Regions from separate parts of the Sus scrofa genome. Here region 2 is linked to region 1. A link is a contact called in public HiChIP or PLAC-seq data. All regions are on one chromosome and are shown on one strand. Each heading gives the region's core, a stretch centred on a gene start, on an enhancer-like site or on the middle of the called end of the contact. The rest is flanking DNA. Distances are from core to core; before and after follow the strand shown.

What was found. HiChIP or PLAC-seq counts read pairs in DNA pulled down with a chosen protein or histone mark.
Region 2: an H3K27ac HiChIP or PLAC-seq map of alveolar macrophages shows a contact between it and region 1. The contact joins two enhancer-like sites. A contact is called at or near these places in 3 of 47 Hi-C or Micro-C datasets (alveolar macrophages, embryonic fibroblasts and fetal skeletal muscle) and 2 of 2 datasets of contacts at active chromatin or transcription factors (alveolar macrophages and skeletal muscle).

What each region holds. Positions count from the first base shown.
Region 1 is chr13:126,408,571-126,413,294 of Sscrofa11.1, reverse strand. All of the region lies in intron 8 of LPP (lipoma-preferred partner), which reads right to left. Among named protein-coding and RNA genes, the nearest start is that of TPRG1, 120 kb to the left of the region's middle. Within about 2 kb of position 2,509, at least 11 of the 83 cell types and tissues checked have an H3K27ac peak or open chromatin away from gene starts, as enhancers often do. A contact at or near this core is called in alveolar macrophages, where this site is marked.
Region 2 is chr13:126,510,992-126,515,715 of Sscrofa11.1, reverse strand. No RefSeq gene overlaps it. Among named protein-coding and RNA genes, the nearest start is that of TPRG1, 17 kb to the left of the region's middle. Within about 2 kb of position 2,450, at least 14 of the 83 cell types and tissues checked have an H3K27ac peak or open chromatin away from gene starts, as enhancers often do. A contact at or near this core is called in alveolar macrophages, where this site is marked.

The DNA.
Region 1 (4,724 bases), core at 1,260-3,759:
CCACAGCAACGCGGGATCCGAGCCGCGTCTGCAACCTACACCACAGCTCACGGCAACGCCGGATCCTTAACCCACCGAGCAAGGGCAGGGACCGAACCTGCAACCGCATGGTTCCTAGTCGGATTCGTTAACCACTGCGCCACGATGGGAACTCCAATTTTTTATTTTTATTTTTTGTATTTCCAGCCATTCCTTTAAATGCCAGAAAGAAATGAGGTATTAAGGAGTTCTTAGGGAGCTGCTATGCTCCTTCCCGTGAAAAAGTCATCCCACATAGGAGGTATCAATAGATCACTCAATACAGTCCCAAGGTATAAACTGGATTAATGCCCCCAAATTGTTTAAGGATGTTTTCTGCAATCTCAATGTATAGAATACAGGACTAAGTAAATTGTGGTATAAAAAAATCATGTAGTATAAATGTTCCACAATATAAAAAATTAAATTCTTAGAGTATACTTTTGGGAAAAATGTGCCTGGAAATAAAAGTGATTTGGAATAAAGCTACACACACATATTATATTAAGAAACACATAAATAGATATCCAATATATAAGCATAAATTTTATATAATACATAAACCTAGGATTATTTATATATGTAATTTATTTGATTGCAGTTTTTTTCTTTTTGGCCACACCCACAGCATGCAGAAATTCCCAGGTCAGGGATCAAATCCACACCACAGCAGTGACTCAAGCTGCAATAGTGACAATGCTGAATCCTTAACCCACTGAGCCACAAGGTAACTCTAATATGACTGCAATTTTTTTTTTTAAAGAAAAAGATTAGCAGGTAAGCTATTCCAAAATGTTTATAGTAATTAAATAGTGAATTATGGAATGACAGGTGATTTGAAATGTCCTTGTCTTTCCAAAAATGTGTCTATAAAAAAATGTTGAATATCCTAATAAAAAAGATGTAAAACAATAATTCCCCACGATGGAATCACAATTAAAAAATTTAATCACAATTAAAAAATCCAGGAGTTTCTGTTGTGGCACAGCAGAAACGAATCCAATTAGGAACCATGAGATTGCAGGCTCAATCCCTGGCTTCTCTCAGTGGGTTAAGAATCTGGCATTGTTGTGGCTGTGGTGTAGGCCGGCAGCAACAGCTCTGATTAGACCCCTAGCCTGGGGACCCCCATATGCGGCAGGTGCAAAAGACACACACACACACACACAGACGCACACACACACTGATGCCTAGGACCCACCTCCAGATATTCAGTCTGGGTTGCTGCCTGTGTATCAGAATTTTAAAAGCACCCAGGTAACTCTAATGTTTAGCTATAACTGAGAGCCAGTTTTTAAAGTGTGTTTCTTTTCAACCATTTGCTTCATTTATTTTAAATATACATGTTCAAAAAAGAATTTGACTTGAATTACATGTAAAAGTCAAATCCATTACGATTGCTGCAATTAAAATCTGAAAAAAAAATCAGAGACTACGAAGAAGAATGGAGGAGAGAACTGTACAGAAACCTAAAAAAAGATAGTTACTGTAGCACAGCATTAAATTTAGGTTTAAGCTTCCTGGTGGCCAGGACAAAGAAGGAATTTAATATAAAAATTATATTAAAGAAATCTAGAACTGAATTCTTAGAGAAGATTACCTTGCACATTTAAAGAATAACATAGTAGAAAACATCTTCAACAACACTTTCACAAAAAATACTAAGATAACTTTTCTTACACAAGTTTCTTAAACCGAGTTCTCATAAAAGCCAAAGGTAAAAATATAAGTAAATTATAAACTGTTAGATTTTAATTTTATGAAGCATTTCAGTGGCACACTGAGCTAAATGGTCCTGGCTTACTGTAGTTGACAATACAATTATATATAATAAAAAGGATTATTCAAAACATTGAAAATGAAAATGTGTATCCTTTTCATTGAGCTTCCATATATCTGAAACAGAGAAGACAATTTCTCAGTTTAGCACCTTCTAATACGTAAACTGACCAGATGAAGGAAATTTCAGTTGGGATATGCTAAGGAGTGGGGTATCTTGGGGAGATGAAAATACAAAAAAAGAACGAAGTAGGTTTTTTTGGGAAGAATATTCTACGTGAACTTTTGAGAACTGCTTTTCATCTTTTATCCCAATTAGTGCACCTAGATTCAGACAGCTGTAAACAAAAAGATACACACATACTTTTGTATTTTATCGACATTTTAGTGATAGATAACTTCCAACATATTTCGTAACTTCCACTATTTTAGTGATAAACATTTGACTCAAAAGAACTTGAAATTTTCAACTTGAGTCTCTTCTGATTTTTACTCTATTGCACACACACACACGCACACACAAATTTATAGGAGAGTAAAACATACCGGGGAGTAGAGTAGAGAAGTTTCACAAGGGAAAATTTTTGAACTTTAACACAGAAGCAATGATTTATTGCTAACAGTGTTTAATGTGAGGGCTTTAGAAATGTGCTTGCCACACTTCCTTGGGAGACTCTGCTAAAAACAAAACCAACCCTATTACATAACAGCGAAAATAACTCAAACCTTGTGGACTTTGCGTGTGTAGTTGAAGTCACAGACTCTATGTAACCTTTTGAAACCTTGACTCTGCTTCAAGCTTCAAGGGCATCAGGCTTCTTTTTCAGATAAGATGGCCAAAGATTATACATACATATATACAATTTAATCTCTGTAGGCTTTTAAATTGATGGCTGGCAGAGTTAATTGCTTAAAAGACAGGTTTGATCATGGGATTTCATGGCTCACAAACTTTCCTGTTGACCCCCAGAGGTGAGTACAGCATTCAGGACCCCCATGAGCCAGTCATAAATGATCCTTCTACCTTTGTTTTATACTTTTGTCTTTTTATATTCCTTCCTCACTGGCTGGATGCTCACCATCCACATGTTTAACTTTTCTGCCTCTAATCTCCCCTCAAGTTCTTCAATCTTTCTCCTCCTTTCCAACCAACATTATCTGTCAAAGAATCTACTCAGTCTTTAATACCCAGTTCCCACCTCCTCTACACAGTACTCCTAATCACCTAGTTAGCATAGGTCCCTTTCTCACCCCATTTTATATTTCTATTACAACCCTGTTCAAATTCAACTTTTATGCTTTTGTAAACAAATTAATATTTTTCCTTCCTATTACAAATTCCCAGAAGGTAGACCTTGCTGTGTGGGTCTTTGTAGCCTCTACAGCGAGGCATATTATAGATATTCAGTACATAGTTTTAAAAATGTTGTTGAAATCTTAAAACCAAAGTAATCAAATAAAGTCATACAGGAATAATAGAGACGGCAAAACTTTCATAAGTTATACCCATATAGAAATAACATATGTGTTGCAACTCTTTAGAGAAGAAAGAAAACAAATTCTTAAATTAGCTTCAACTGAATTCTCACGATAATTATCAGACAATTATCTTCATGGAAAATTATCTTTTCTTCCTACAACCTACAAAATAGATGCTGACCATACAAGGCTAGGAAAGAAGCTGGCATGTATTAAGTGTTTACAAGGAGTCAGGTCTTTCAAATATGTAATCCAGTAGTAATACTGCAAGGAAGAAACTTAACCCCTCCCACACTTTTTAAAATTTGAATTAACAGACCAAGAAATGTAAAAAATTTGCCCAAGGTCATGCTGCCAGAAAACAGTACAAACTCTAAACTGTAGAATTACAAAATCTACACAACTTCCACTCCACCAAGCTGCCTTTCATGTGTGTGTGTGTGTGTGTGTGTGTGTGTGTAAACACACATGAATTTCTCTTAAGATAAAAAAGTGAATAGTTCTTATTCTACCTTAAATTTTAGCTTTAGTGCAACATCTGTCCAACTGCCATGGAACTACAAAACCCTGGCATTTGCTTAGACATAAAGGAAGAAATAGCTCAAGAGAGAAAATAACAGTAGAAACTAGTGTAGCACTCAGAAGAACTTGAAAATTATTAAAACGAGGATGCCTATTTATATTTACAAATAGTTCTGTTAGATTACACACATTCTATATTATTATTCACAAAAAAGCATCAGTAGATGTACTAGAAAAACAGAAAGAGCACTGATTAGAAGCCATGAAATTTAGATTTCAGTACAGAAAACCATGAACTTGGTCATGGTATCTTGACTAAGTTTTTCCTTTGCTGGGTTGTTGTTGTCGCCCATTCATTCAGTGAAGGGGTTGACCACATGACTTCCAGTGCACTCTTTGGTTCTGACATCCTGTGAGCCTGAGGCTACTAGCTGAGATACCTACAAGATCTCACTAACAATGAAGACAGACTGCTCCTGAACATTATTTGATGTCCACTGAATTATAATCTACTGCACTTTCCTAAAGTATTAGCTCATTGCTGATGTTAAGAATCAGAAGAAAGAGCTAAAATGTAAACTCCTAAAATAGGCGTCTGAAGGTAATTTCCTCGCTGCATTCCTTTGAAGGGAACCCAGACATTTCACTGCACAGTAGCATCTGCTTCTTCATTTCAGGTTAGGCTTTGGAATTTCAGTTTTGAGACAAACACAGAATCTGGTTTTCCACTTTTGTTCTACATACAAGGCGAAGTTACGACCATTTCGAATTCAAGCAGATCTCCTATCCATCCCACAGGCCCACAAGAATTCTAAAAGGGTTGAGTTTTGTTTTGGGGTGGGGAATCGCAAGAGCAGCAAAAATACTTGTAAGATGGAAGAAGGTGTGATACATTAGAAAAGGGGTAAGCTGCCAGGAGCTGCAAG
Region 2 (4,724 bases), core at 1,201-3,700, 100 kb before region 1:
TACTTTCTCTCCGAGCTTAACCTCTCAGAGCCAGATCAGAAACTAGGCACCAAGGACCTACTCTTTCTGGGGAAAGTTCACGGCATTTAGCTGAATCCCGACACCTCTGTGAGGCAGGTGTCATCATCACCCCACTTTCAAGGTGAGGACTGAGGTTGAGTGAGATGAAGTGAGTTGCTTAAGCCTACTCAGAATTCCAAGTCCAGATCTCTGTCTGAGTTCCTGGGCATTACATGATTGGACATGAGGCCAGCAAACCAGCTGTGAGGTGTCAGAACCAAGCTCCAAACTAGGCTGGGCCAAAGCTGGTGGACTCCTCCCTTCCTGCAAAGCACTTCTCTCTGGGAATGTTCTTGTCTAACCAGACAACAATAGTAGACATTTCGAGGCTCTGCCTCCTCAGGTCTGTTCCTGGTTTCTCTGCTCAAGGGAGTCCCTGCAGGGGACTCTTATACCCAGGACAAAGCTCTATGGTCTTCATGTGGCAGGGGACACTCTCCAGGTGACCTGCCATGTCAGTCTCACTCAGTGAGTAGGCATGGCTTGTGCAGATTCCCAGCCAGCCATGGCCTCGCCCGAGAGCCTTCCACCTTCCTGTCTGCACCTGGGGACAATTACAGTAGGTTCTAGAAGGAGTCTCTTGGTCTGCAGTCAAAACAGGACTCAGGAGAGAAGACTGTCATCCTGAAGGTGAAACAACTCTTAGATTCTCTAAGGAGATCGGGAAGCTGCGTGAGCTTTGCCTCCAAGTTTGTTTTATCCACTTCAGCCCTTGATACAGGTTCCATTCTGGATTAGGCAGTACTGGCTCTAGGACACCCTGAAGTTAAGAATTTCATTGAATCTCTGAATAAGCAAGATCTGGAGTCAAGGCTGGGGTCCCAGATAGAGTGCACTCCTCTGCTGGTAGTGGGTGTGGTGCTCCCACAGGCCTAACCCACAGTTCTGCCCCTGCCCCTCCTGGTAGCTCCACCTTTTACAGCTAAGCTTCAGGGCAGCCCCTGAGCTCTCCAGCTCTCACGTGGGCCTCCGGAAGTCTTACAGCTCACAACCCCTCAACCATGGCCTGGGGCTTCCCGGTCAGGGTTTGGTGGAGTTGGTCTGTGGCTGTAGAAGCCTTAGGCCTAGAGGCCAGCCTGACTCTGTTCCTGGGCTGCAGAAAAGCCCTCAGGCCTGGGCCTAGGCACTACTGGGAGGGGTCCAGGAGGCTGAGGATATGAAGGGCCAGTTTAGGGTTGCTGTGGAGGAGGAAGGGTGTGGAAGAGAACAGGCAAAATGCTAATGCTTCAGCTTCTTGTGCCTTCAGACTCCAGGCCTTCAGGAAGGAAGCGGCTTGGTTTCCCTGCCCCGGAACAGCAGGCTGTCAGGGATCTTATTCTGATGCTGGCCTTCTGAAAGGGCAGCTGGACACAGCCAGGGCAGGCCGGGGTCCTGGCTTGGCCTCCATAAGTGGGGCCATAAAAGGGATCTCTGGGGCTAGAAATGGGCAGGACCTAACCCCTTGGCAGGGGAAAAGACACAAGCTTGGGGCAGAGATAGGGATAGTCACAGAATTTCAGGCCCCAGAGCTTGAGGTGTCAAGGGCCTCAGGCCAAGGAAGGCCAGATTGAACCCAGGTTCTAAATAAAGGCAGAGGAATCCCAGTACCAGAGCCAAAGGGGTCAAGAAGCCATGCTGACTTGGTGCTTATTTCCCAGAGTTACTGACCCAGGGCTTCTTCAGTTCTAATTGGTTTTTTTCCTTAATGAAAATAAGATTTATGCACCACAGAAACCAGGGCCAGGCTAAGCCTTTACAAGGTCTCCATGGAATCTTGTACAAGTTACTGGAAAGAGGCTGGAAAGCCAGGAGGGGGCCTGGGAGAGCCCAACTCCATCACTAAATCCCTGTTTGGCCTTTAATAGCTCCATAGCCTCCTTGGGCCTTCGTAACCTCCTGTGTGAAATAAGGGAGTTGGATCACAGCAGAGGTTTCCAAGCTGCTGTCTGTGAAGTCCAGTGATCTGAGGAGGGGCCTCATGAGTCTCTATAAGGGTCAGAGAAGAGGGAAGCTCAGAAGGGGAGGCCAGAAGCTCCTAACACACAATTGCCTGGAATGCTGCCTTTTTTTTTTTTTTTTTTGGTCATACCCACAGTATGCAGAATTTCCCCGGCCAGGGATCGAACCTGCACCACAGCTGCAGCCCTCACCACAGCCGTGACAATGCCAGATCTGTAACCCACTGCCCCGCCAGGGAATGCCTGGAGCACTTCCATTTTGAAGTTTAATCCATTGGCAATCCATATAAGATTTTGTGTGGAAGCCACAAGAAAAAAAAAAAAAAAAAGGAAAAGGAAAGGGGGAAATAAAGAGTAGAAAAGGAAAGAAAGAAGGCAAATAGGAGCTCTGAGCTGGCTGATCTCCAAGCTGTCTCAGGCTTGTCCTTCTCTGACTCACCATGACGCTCTCCTGCTCACATTTTGAAGAACCACTTCTGCTCCCCTCTGCCATCCTCTCAGGAAAGAATCCATACATAAGCCCAGAAAAAGCCACTGGTGAGATCCCATTTCCCAGCTCTGAGGCGTGCTGGCGCGCAGAGGAGGAAATTGGGGGGGTTTATGTGGGCTGGTGGGGAGGAGAGTGGAGGCCCTGAGCTGTAAATCAGGCTCAGAGGTTTGGATTCCCCGCTGCGTGACCCTCAGATGCCCCCTCCACTCCAGAAACCGGTACACTCACACCCCAGCCAAGGGAAGTGTGCCCGGCTCTCAGGCGGCCCCTGGAAGCTGGGCCCACTCTGAGGAGTTGTTTTGATTTTTCAGGAAAAACTACTCCAAGCCAAACCTTCCCTCCCAAGAACAACACAGACAGGGATTTTCAATGTGCTCGGGGGACGAAGGCTCTGGGTGGCCCTATGCGCCGGCCTGGCCAGTAAGACCCACAGGTAACAGGCACACCTGAGTCAGTATGGATGGCGGCTAAGGGCCACTTCTTTTTACTCTAAACACCTCCCACTGCTGCCAAGTCTCCAGGCTTCCTCTTTTAGATGATTTTGCTCTCCCATGTGCCAGCCTGACTGCACGGTTGCTCATCGCTCAATACCCAGCCCTCACATCCAGGAATTCCATGATTGCCTGGAGATGTGGCAAGCCCAGCTGAAGTTGGGGACCTCCCTTATGTGCACACACACCACCCAGGGAGGACCCTCTGCTGCCCTCTCCCACAAGAGGTGGGTTGCCTTGGGACTCTCTGAGCATGTGGGTTAGTGGGATCAGCTTTGGACCAGGAATGGAGAAGTCCCTGGACCCTCCCTCTGTGAGAGTTCCAGTGGGTCACCTCTTTTTTCTGGGCCTGTTTCCTCCTCTGTGAAATATAGGGGACTTACACTCACTCACCCCACATTTACCACATACCTGCTTTCAGGTGAAGTGGTTCTCCTTGACCAAGGTCACAGCCCAAGGAATGGCCACATGGGTGAAATTAACTCAGAGGTCAGTAGGGTCGCTGATGTCAAAGGCAGTTCTGCCTCCATAAAGGCAATGGCTGCGATGCGTTCCCATCTCTCGGAAAGTTCACAGGGTAGTGAGGCAGTGTGATGTTGAAAAATAATCACCTCAATGGTCAAGTAGCAGTCACCTTGCGGTGATGTGGCTGCAGAGAGGCTGGTCCTACAGTGTGTCCCAGAAGAAGTGACCGCCACGTTGAATTTTCAAGGCTGAGCACCAAGCTGTGGGCGGGATGCGGAGAGAAGAACACGGAAATAGGAGAGTTTGGAGAATTTCAAGTAATTAACCAAGGACAAGAAACTGGGGGTGAGAAGGGCAGAGAAGACAAGAGAAGAAGCAAATCAGATCTCCAGGGCCCTCAGGCTTTGTATATTTCAGATTCTGGAGTTACTATGTTTTATTGTTCTTTGTTTTTTGTTTTTGTTTTTTCCTGAAGGCAATGGGAAATGCTGGAAATGTAGAAGAATAAGATGGTCACATTTGCGTTTTAGAAATCTCCCTCTGGAGTTCCCTTCATGGCTCAGCGCTTAGCAAACCCAACTAGGATCCAAGAGGATGTGGGTTCAGTCCCTGGCCTCCTTATCATCCACAAGGATGTGGATTTGATCCCTGGTCTCGCTCAGTGGGTTAAGAATCCAGTGTTGCCATGAGCTGTGGTGTAGGTCGCAGACACGGCTCGGATCCCGAGTTGCTGTGGCTGTGGTATATATAGGCCAGTGGCTAGAGATCCAATTGCACCCCTAGCCTGGGAACTTCCATATGCCGCAAGTGTGGGCCTAAAAAGAAAAGAAAAAAAAAAAAAAAAACCAAAAAAACCCTCCCTCTGTCTGTCTTACAGGGCCCAGTTTGAAGAGAAAAAGAAATAGAAGGCAGGGAGATCACTCAGGAAGCAAGAAAAAGAGAGGAAGATGTCCCAATCCAGGTCAGGTAGGACGGAAGTATAGAAGGAAGTGAAATCGAAGATGAGAGTAAGGGCTGTGACAAGATAAGCATTCTCCATCCCTGACTTTCTAGGACTCGACAGCTAAAGAAATCTCCCCGCACGCATTCCACCTCCCATTTTTATCCACCCCTCCTCCCACCTCCCACACACCCCTAAGTCTGGCCGGACCCTCCCACTCCCCAGCTTGGATAATAGGCGTGGCAGCGGGCCCAGGAGTTCCCGCCATCTTCCCCACCAGCATGTTCTGCTGCCTGAGCAGTTGGCTGCCGCCAGGAGTGTTAATTGGAGAGACATCTGAA